2 separate regions of the Capsicum annuum genome follow, and region 2 is linked to region 1. The links are chromatin contacts, called in public Hi-C maps. All regions are on one chromosome and are shown on one strand. Each heading gives the region's core, a stretch centred on a gene start, on an enhancer-like site or on the middle of the called end of the contact. The rest is flanking DNA. Distances are from core to core; before and after follow the strand shown. Region 1 holds the start of LOC107861449 (protein NIM1-INTERACTING 2). Region 2 overlaps LOC107867404 (protein NRT1/ PTR FAMILY 3.1).

Region 1 (5,086 bases), core at 1,403-3,902:
TTCCAATTTTCCTGAACTTTTTTTAAAGAAAAAATAGCAATGATTTTGAAGGAGACTAGAAACTATTGCCAGTAAACATCTTGATCTGTCTATAACATTATTATCGAATATACACCTCGAAAATTTCATTAAATACCTTTAAATATTTTTCACCAACACATGCAACGAATAACTTTGCTCATAATTAAAGAAAAGGAAACTTCTTTTTGTTAAAAAAATAAATTATATTGGGAGCTTTATATTGATCTTTTATGATTGATAATTAAAGAAAAGGAAACTTCTTTTTGTTAAAAAAATAAATTATATTGGGAGCTTTATATTGATCTTTTATGATTGTTAGGATCAAATCGTGCTAATAGCTAGCTGTGTTTCTGAATATTTATTTCAATCTGAAGAAAGGGAGATGCTAACTTCAAATCTAACTTGGCCAACCTTATTTCTACCCTCTTATTTTCAACGTCAATAACAATAATAATTAAGCCTTAATCTCAAACAGACGTTACTCTATTATTTAGTTATAAACTAAACGGGTGAGTCCAACCCAAAAGACTATTCTGATAGGTGGAAGAACCTTTTTGGTCTATAAACCCCTTAACATTTCTCTATTTTTTCCAATGTAGGACAATTGGTTCAGAACAATCGTCTCCGCTTGAGAACCAACGTCCTCGTTGGTCACGGCTGAGCTCGTTTGGTGACGACTGGCATTCTCTTGGGTCCAGGCCACCACTTCTGGCGCACAGGCCACCATTTCGAGTCGCGGCTCCACACGTGGATCGATCTTCGTTGGTCACGACTGACACCCCTCTTGGGTCCAGACCACCATTACTGGCACACAAGCCACCACTCCAAGTCACGACTTCACGCGTGGGACTCTCAATGAAAGCACTAATGTTATAAATCACATAGGAGAGCCCAACCCAAAAGACTAGCCTGATACGTGGAGAACCCATTTGGTCTATAAACCCTTTAGCATTTCTCTATTTTTTCCGGTGTGGGACAATTTATTGATAACATTTACACCATATAAAAGAAAACATCATCAAAGATTGTAATCACACAATGAATAAATATAAACCTTTCTCTTTTTGTGAAATTTACTTTGACTTAAATTAATTAAGTAGGATTTGACCATGAAAATATTTTATTTATTTTTTTAAAAAATTATTTTACTTTAGTCCTTGAACGGCCTATTAATCAAATTCAAATAGAGTACCTGTACTATACTAGTGAGGGAGGAAATTAATCAAAAAAGAAAAAATAGTAGTGTTTGAAAATAAAAATTATTTCACTTTAATAAAAATTAATTTTGGAATTTTTACTTTTCTAACTTTATTTCTCTCACAAAATTTTGAAAACAACCCTAATTAATATTCATGATCAAACACCACCTCTAACTTAACTAAAATTTCAATTCAAACTCTAAAAAATTATGTACTTTTTCCGTCTCATTTTATGTGTCGTTATTTCTTTTTAATCCATTTTAGAAACGATGTAATTTTTTTTTGACAACTATTAAATGATAATATCACATTTTATTTTTACTAGTTCTCACTTAATATGAAAAAAGATAAACAAAAAGTAAACTTTTAGAGAAATAATTTTATAAATTTTATAATGTCATTACTCATTTTAAACTTCGTATTCGATCAAAAGATAATACATAAAATGAAACAAAAAAATATTATTTTAATGGACAAACAAGACTTAAATGGAAACTTGTACACCGCATCTTCATAGTGTTGTCACATCATTTCACTATCTTTTACCAAACAAGTCCTCAATTACGTCATCCAAGAATAGTATTGCGTCATTTAGACACGTCATAAACAGCCTAACAGCACCACGTCACAGTGCAATTAAAAATATCTAACATCACTGTAGCAACTAACAAACCCAAATTCCAAATCTTTTTTGTTATTTTGCTATGTTCGGTATTCGAATTGAAGTCTAATTAATTAGATACGGGCAGGTAGAATCTACATGAAGGAAGTGTTTTCAATAGTGATGTAGCTTGAATTTTAACTAAAGAAGCTCGAAATCTTAATAAGTAAACACACAAATCAGTTGATCGAGATTCGACATAATTTAATCATTTATAACAAGGGGAGTCTTGGTTTAACTGGTAAAGTTATTGCCATGTGATCAGGAGGTCACAGGTATAAGCCTTAAAAATGGCGGAATGCAAGGTAAGACTGCGTACAATGTACCCTTGTGGTGGGGCCCTTCCCCGAACACCATGGATAGCGATAATTTTAGTGCACCGGGCTATTCTTTATATAAGAATTAGTATATTTTCTGTCGAAGGGAGTTTATATGAACCCATGACTCAAATTTGGCTCCGCCCTCAATATCCTCCTGTGGATTTTCTTATACCTATAACTTAAAATCAAGACCTCCGATTCAGGAAATAACACTTTCATCCACTGCACAACATCCTATGCCGATAAATCTTCATCTAGGGTATGAAAAATCCTTGGTAGGGAGCGCTTTCCTCAAATGAGTCCTACCCGGCGTGAATTCGAATTAGCCGGGCTCCAATACCAGTACCGGACACCGGATGAGAAACGTTTTTTGAAAAAATAAAATCCTCATCTGTCATATATAAATTCTCACAGCCCTGTCACTTTAGCATAAAATATTTCTCATATTTTCTTCTAAATAACGACTTCTTGTTCTAGTCTTTTAAGTCTTTGTACATAAAATAATTTTGTCAATGGAAGAAGGAGAAAAAAGAAAACAGGATGACAACGACGTCGTTTCAAAATCCGCAATGAAGAAGCCGAAAGAAGAAACGGAGTTAAAAGAGGTAGAGGAAGAGGAAGTGGAAGAATTCTTTGCTATTTTACGACGAATACAAATTGCCGTAAAATATTTCAATAAAGTTGATGGAGCTAGTGGTAGTGATCGTGGTGGTTGTGATGAACGTAAAATGACCAATGATATCGATCGAAAATGCATCGATGAAATCATAGGAGATAATGAAGAAATCAAAGAAAAAGAGAAAAATAAATTAGGTTTTGATCTTAATATGAAGCCTTATGATCCCCATGAAGAGGATACTTGAAGTTGATTTTTTTTTGTTTTCGTGAAATAATTTATCTTTTATTCGAAGTTTACTGGTCCGACTATGTACTTTGGACTTGCTTAAGAGGGAAGCGGCTCGTGATATCTAATTACGAGTGGAGATAGTATTGGTAGAGGTAAGATTTTCATCAAGACGATTCATCAGCTATTATATATATATAAAAAGAAAATTGATCGACCTTTCCTATATATATATATATATAGCTCTCTTAGTGAATAAAAGGATTTCATCCATTTCATGATGATTTGTGTAAATTAATTGATTATTGATATTTTTTTTTGGTTCAAACCACCCGGTATTCGGTATCCGCTTTAGGAGTTCGGCTATATTCAGAGTCGCCTTATGTCGGGCCCCATTTGAGGGGGAGAGCTCCCAATAGAGTGTTTATCCATATCCAGGGTCAAACCCTCGATCTCTGGGTTGGTTGGGGCAGCCCCTTTCCGCTGCACCACACTGCTGTTGGTAATTGATTATTGATATCAAAGTTGTTGTAATGAATGAATATCAAGCAGATAACTAGTTCAATGAAATGTTCAGATAGTTTGCTATGGGGATATATTGTAATTTTGTTGTTATATATATCAAGTAGTAGTATTGTAACTTTGTTTTAATTTCAGATTTGTATGAGAATTGTATTGGATGACCAAATGATGTTGTTAACTACACATGTTCTAGTAGAAATAGATGCATTATATTAATTAACAATTATAAAATAAAAATTGACATGAACTTTTTCTTTTATTTGGTTTAGTTTTAATTAACAATTATAAAATAAAAATTGACATGAACTTTTTCTTTTATTTGGTTTAGTTTTCTATTATCGTAAATTTTACTGTCCCGATTAATTTAAATTAGGTGCAGCAAAAGGGGTAAAACACTTCCTAAAATTTCTATATAAAGATGAATAATGGATCTCAACCATCTCACGAGACGTACGCTCATGTGTATAGTAATTAATTGACGTGACATTTATCATGTTTGGTATAATTATTTGTTGTTCTGAACAGGTATAACGATCCTATCGACAAGTTGTCCATTGTTCGTGATCAGACCTTTAATTAAGGGTGAATAATGATTCTCAATTATCTCACCACACTCTTTAATTAATATGATGATTGACATAAATTAAATTTTACTATATCTGCATTTATATAATCTGATCCTGGCAAATTATTAGAAAGAACATATAATATGGATTGGTCGGGATTAATTTCATGTATTAAAATTCAACACACTAAACTATTTTTATAACAATAAAAATTACGCAAATTTATCTACTATGGTAAGTCAATTTTATTACAACTAATAATTAATATTGGCAAGTAAAATTGGTGTAGTAAATTATCTTGGTTCTTCAAATTTACATATGTAATTTGAACTACCAAACATAACTTGTCATGTTTTTGTTAGCACTCCTCTTAGAAAAACAGACTAATCAAAAAGGTAATTTGACTAAATTGTCATTATTTATTCTGTAATCTCAACTTTATATTGCTCTCTTATATACCACATCAATCTTTTTACACATTTATTGAATAAGAATAAAGGTTAATACTAATAATTAATTATATCTTAATTTTTCAAATGTATCAAAAACAACCTCTCTGATCTTTCTCTAAACTAGAGATAAGGTTTACATACATTTTATCCTCTCAAATCCGTAAGACTATAATGGGCATTTTTTTTTTTTGGGGTAAACACAACCCTCAAGGGGTCATTTACATCGGACAGTAATTCAATCATTTCATTATAAATGACGGGATAAAATAGTCACGAAACTAGATAGTACTTTATATCAAACATAGGATAAAGTTAATTTCAAACTTTATTCCGAAATTATTTTCCCTATCCCTTCTATCAGACGAACCTAAATGGACAAAAGAAAAGTATTGTTTTCGCTTACTTCAAAAAGCATCCATGCACCACATTATATTGTGGGCTATGGAGTCACTTTGTCTTCATGGATCCACGAGTAACACATTCAACAACTTTTGCCCCACA
Region 2 (5,086 bases), core at 1,345-3,844, 33 kb after region 1:
ACTTTCAGATGAGACGGTCACAGCTTTCAAACAGTTATAAACAGTCTTAGCTGATTCTTGAATAGCAAAATGAACATGTTGATCTCTCATTGTCGAGACAAATAAAAGGACGATCCCTCTAACAGGTTAAGTTTTCAGATGAGATGGACACACAATACGATACGCATTAACCGTCTTAGCTTGTTCACTCAAGAGCCAAGAAATTTGTAAAAATAGTCCAATCAATCAAATGCCTATAGTGGTTCTTCCAAGATTTTCAGACATTAGCATGTTGTCTTTCTTGATCAGGTCAGCATCAAAATAATGCACGTAAAGCCCACACTGGGACCTATGTTGGTCAGATTCTCCAAAAAAATTATCGCATCCGTGTCAGATCTTCCAAAAATACACTACTTTTAGAGGATCGAACACACACCTATCAGTATTTTTAAAAAGTCCAAGCAACATAGATTGGGACGACTTAAGTCCAACTATACTAGGGTTCGTTTGGTTGCGAACATATTATCGCGGAAAAAGTTTTGTCACCATATATATGGGATTCCGTATCTCATGACTATGGTATAAATGATGGGATAAATATCCCGGGACTAACTAATACCTTCAACCAAACACTGGATAAAATAATCCTGAATTTTGTCTCGGAATTATTATATCTTATACCCCACACCAAACGACTACTGACTTACTAATCAATTGAAAACCAGAACCAATTCAATGGTTTTTTTTTCTCAATTTGCCAAATGGTTTAATAGCAGTCTGTGACTAGCTAGATATTATTGGAGACAAACCGAGAAAAAATGCTAGTAGTACATTTCCAAAAAACACTTCTTTTGGCAGTGTTTATCAACTTGATTAATTTTCTGGTTTCTAATTGCCTCAGTACTGATTCTTTGTAGAATTATTGACCAGCCAAGATATTAATAAAAACTAAACTAAAAGGGAAATGTGAAAAAAGATTCAATGAATCTTGATTTTGATCGGGTGTAAAAAAGACATGAAAAAAAAAGACAAATAACAGGACAGACAACATTAGTTCACTTATTGTTTTTGGCCACACAACCAGTAGACAATACATGTACAAATTGATTGATGATTGATGAAATTTTATAGCCAGACAATTTGATCTATCATATTAAAAATGAAGGTGGAAATTATCATGTAATGCATTTGCTAGACATCAAAAAAAAGGAATTAACTTATATGATTGTGTACAAGTTGTTTATATACACTATTAGACGTAATTTAACCTGTTATAACAAAGTTACCTACTTTATTTTATAATATAAGTAGCTACTTCTTATTATGAGTTTTTACCAGACTCTTTAAAAAGGTTGCCACACTCGCATCACATCCTTCAAAAGCACATTACTTTTGGAGGATCCGACACGCTCGCAATGGAGTTCTCAAGAACAACATATGTTGTAAGTCAATTTTATACCGTCAGTGCACAGAATTTAAACTCGGAGAGGACTTACTTCATTTGCTTGGTGTGGACAAGCTTGCCAGCAGTAGAAATATCAGCATCAAGTTCTTCATTTTGGTACAGAAACTTAGGATCATTTACCATATCCAATTTTCTCTTCTTGTAAGCAGCAACACAAACTTGCAATAGCCTAGTGAAAGGGCTACCAGCAGGATCCAAATTTCTATATAAAGGGTATCCAAATATGAAAACAACAATTGAAATAAGCATAGCAATTGTTGGTACACCAAATCCAATACCCCATCCAATATTATCTTGAATGTAAACAATTACTGTGACAGCCACAAGCATTGAAAATCCCATACAGAAATAATACCAATTGAAGAATTTCCATGTTTGTGTTTTTTGTTTTGGATCATTTTCATCAAATTGATCTGCACCAAATGCAACAACACATGGCCTAATTCCCCCTGACCCAAAGGCTGTTAGGAGTAGTGACACATATAGGATGGCTAATTGACTTGAATTTGCTTCTTTACAATATTCATCACCTTTGCAAGATGGTGGCCTTAGTTGTGGAAGTATTGCTGATAATGTTAATATGATCATGCCCTGAGATTAACATCAAAAATAATAAAAAAAGACAATTAGAAAATATTGGGAGTTTTGGAGCAACATGAAGTTGTTTTCATGTGACCTATAAGTCACGAGTTCGACTTGTACAATCAGTTGTCGAGGATGGGGAGTTTTGGAGCTAACATGAAGTTGTCTCCATGTGACGTATAAATCATGACGAGTTCGACTTGTATAATCAGTTGTTGAGGATGAAGTGTTTTGGAGCAACATGAAGTTGTCTCCATGTGACCTATAAGTCACGAGTTCGACTTGTATAATCAGTTGTCGAGGATGGGGAGTTTTGGAGCTAACATGAAGTTATCTCCATGTGACCTATGAGTCACGAGTTCGACTTGTATAATCAGTCGTCGAGGATGGGGAGTTTTGGAGCAACATGAAGTTGTCCCCATGTGACCTATAAGTCATGACGAGTTCGGCTTGTATAGTCAGTTGCTGAGGGTGGGGAGTTTTGGAGCTAACATGAAGTTGTCTCCATGTGACCTATGAGTCACGAGTTCGACTTGTATAATCAGTCGTCGAGGATGCGGAGTTTTGGAGCTAACATGAAATTGTCTCCATGTGACCCATAAGTCACGAGTTCGACTTGTATAATCAGTCATCGAGGATGGGGAGTTTTGGAGCTAACATGAAGTTGTCTCCATGTGACCTATAAGTCACAAGTTCGACCAATATAATCAGCTGTCGATGCTCGCATCAGGGTAGGCTACTTATGTAACACCTCTCCCGAGAAATTAAGTAGTACAAAAATTCGAATGTGGAGCTAGGATTCGAAGATCATGGGTTCATGATTTTAGTCCTTCGAAGTTACCGGGTTCTAAAATTAATAATGTATACATATCAAATGAATATTTTAAGATAAATACAAGATTTGAACCAAAACTATTGCGTTTTATCGAACCAACATAGTACGCCCTAGCTCTGCCCTGAATTTTGAAATAGAATAAAGCTCGATATGATAATAGCACACGTAAATGAATTTTTTATACTATCAGACAAGTCAATTGATAATTATATGCAACTTTCCATTAAAAGTGTGGATTAGCATTCATGAAAATAAAGTTGACTATCTGCTACGATATGTTAAAATAAATTTATTAATGTTGTCAGTGTATATATGTTAAATTTTATTAATTTGAGTTTGAAAAACAAGAAGAATAGTTAACTATTCACTTGTACATATATTCCACCTGTACTTTAGTTTTCTAGCTAGTACTAAAGGTAACATTATATCATTGTAATAATATATTCAATATAAATTCAATCTGTACCAAACAACTAAAGATTTTTTCCTATCCAAATTAATTCATTCACCTCATATATCTTATCCACTACAATTTTATCAAAGAAAATAATTAGCCATTTAATAAGTGTTTCAAGAAAGTAGTGACAAAATAGTACTGCCCCTCACACTACAAATTTGAGTTTTACTTGTTCCAACTGCTATAAATTATGAATATCATATTTAACATCTAACCTCAAAAATAAAAGAAGTAAACTAACATAAATAACTAATATTATAAGAAAATATTAATTAGCATATTTTAACCTGTTATAACAGATAATCCTTTTTATTTTTGATAACAAATCCCATTTTATAGTTTAGTGACATGATTGTGTAAATATTTTGCAGTATCATTAAAAGGCGGAATTATAACTTAGTTATGGATATTAAATATGCGACAAAACCTGTAGTCGTCATATATAAGTTATGTGGATTCACAATTAAATATTTATACATATTTAATAGATTTTTTAATATAAAATATATAGTCTAAACAAAAGTTAATGAATTCATCGAATTCATAACTAATATGAGCCTTGGAGTAACTAGTAAAGTTACTGCCATGTGATCAGTAGGTTACGGGTTCAAGTCTTGGAAATAGACTCCGGTAGAAATGTAAGGTAAGGCTGAGTAAAATACACCCTTGTGGTGAAGTCCTTCCCCGAACCCTGTGTATAGCGGGAGCTTTAGTGCACCGAGCGACCCTTTTTCATAACTAATACTCTCCCGCTGCCCCTGTTGTCGGTGCATAAAACTTAAACTCGACCGAATAAAAAAATAATGAAGAGAGGGACTTACAATTTGGTAAATGATAGAAGCAACAGTTATAGTCCAAAATCTTCCAGCATAAGTATCAGCAATGAAAGCTCCAAGCAATGGTGTCAAACTTGCAGTGCCACCAAAATTTGTTAGTGTATTTGCTGCTTTTGTCAATGGAAGATGGAGCTCATTTGTCAAGTAAATGACCATGTTAGTACCAAATCCCACCACAGCCAATTTCTCACATATCTCATTTGCTAAAAAAAAAAAAAAGTAACAAAAATAAACATAAGTTCAATTTCAACTCAAGTAGTATTCAAGAAACTATAAAGAGGGGAACGTTGGAGCAACAATAAAGTTATTTTCATGTGATTTGTAGGTCACTGGTTCGAGCCGTGGAAGAAGAGACTAATGCTCAGGGGTGCGATTCGCCTTCCCTCGACCCTGCTGACACGGAATGGTTTGTACACCGGACTGTCTCTTTATGGAGTAACAGTGAAGTTATCTATGCGTGACCTATAGTTCATATGTTCAAACTGTGGAAAAAGCCACTAATACTCGGGGATGCAAACGGCCTTCCCTCGACCCTGTTGACATAAAATGCTCTGTACACTGGACTGTCTCTTAATCCAAGAAACTATACAAAGGGGAACATTGGAGCAACACTGAAGTTATCTATGTGTGACCTATAGTTTCACATGTTCAAGCTGTGAAAAAAGCCACTAATACTAAGGGGTGTGATCGGCCTTCCCTCGACCCTGCTGACACGGAATGGTTTGTACATCGGACTGTCTCTTTATTCAAGAAGCTATACAACGGGAGAGCATGCACAATAGTAAAGTTATCGATCTCCATGTAACCTATAGGTCACGGGTTCGAGCCGTACAGTCAGGGGTTTAATCGGCCTTTTCTCGACCCTATTAACGCAGAATGATTTGTACACTTAACAGAATAATTTATTCAAGAAACTATACAAATTGTGTAAT

What was found. Hi-C and Micro-C count contacts between places; a contact is called where the count stands out from the background.
Region 2: a Hi-C map of leaf shows a contact between it and region 1, with 2.0 times the contacts expected there. The contact joins the enhancer-like site here to the promoter of LOC107861449 in region 1. A contact is called at or near these places in 3 of 5 Hi-C or Micro-C datasets (bud, leaf and placenta).

What each region holds. Positions count from the first base shown.
Region 1 is chr11:3,033,916-3,039,001 of UCD10Xv1.1, forward strand. It overlaps LOC107861449 (protein NIM1-INTERACTING 2), which reads left to right and starts at 2,653. Exons shown (of 1, transcript XM_047399348.1): 1 at 2,653-3,745. The coding sequence starts at 2,714. The coding sequence ends at 3,064.
Region 2 is chr11:3,067,352-3,072,437 of UCD10Xv1.1, forward strand. LOC107867404 (protein NRT1/ PTR FAMILY 3.1) reads right to left here. Exons shown (of 4, transcript XM_016713633.2): 2 at 4,140-4,357; 3 at 1,476-2,035. Among protein-coding and RNA genes, the nearest start is that of LOC107867404, 2.7 kb to the right of the region's middle. Within about 2 kb of position 2,595, at least 4 of the 5 cell types and tissues checked have an H3K27ac peak or open chromatin away from gene starts, as enhancers often do. A contact at or near this core is called in bud and leaf, where this site is marked.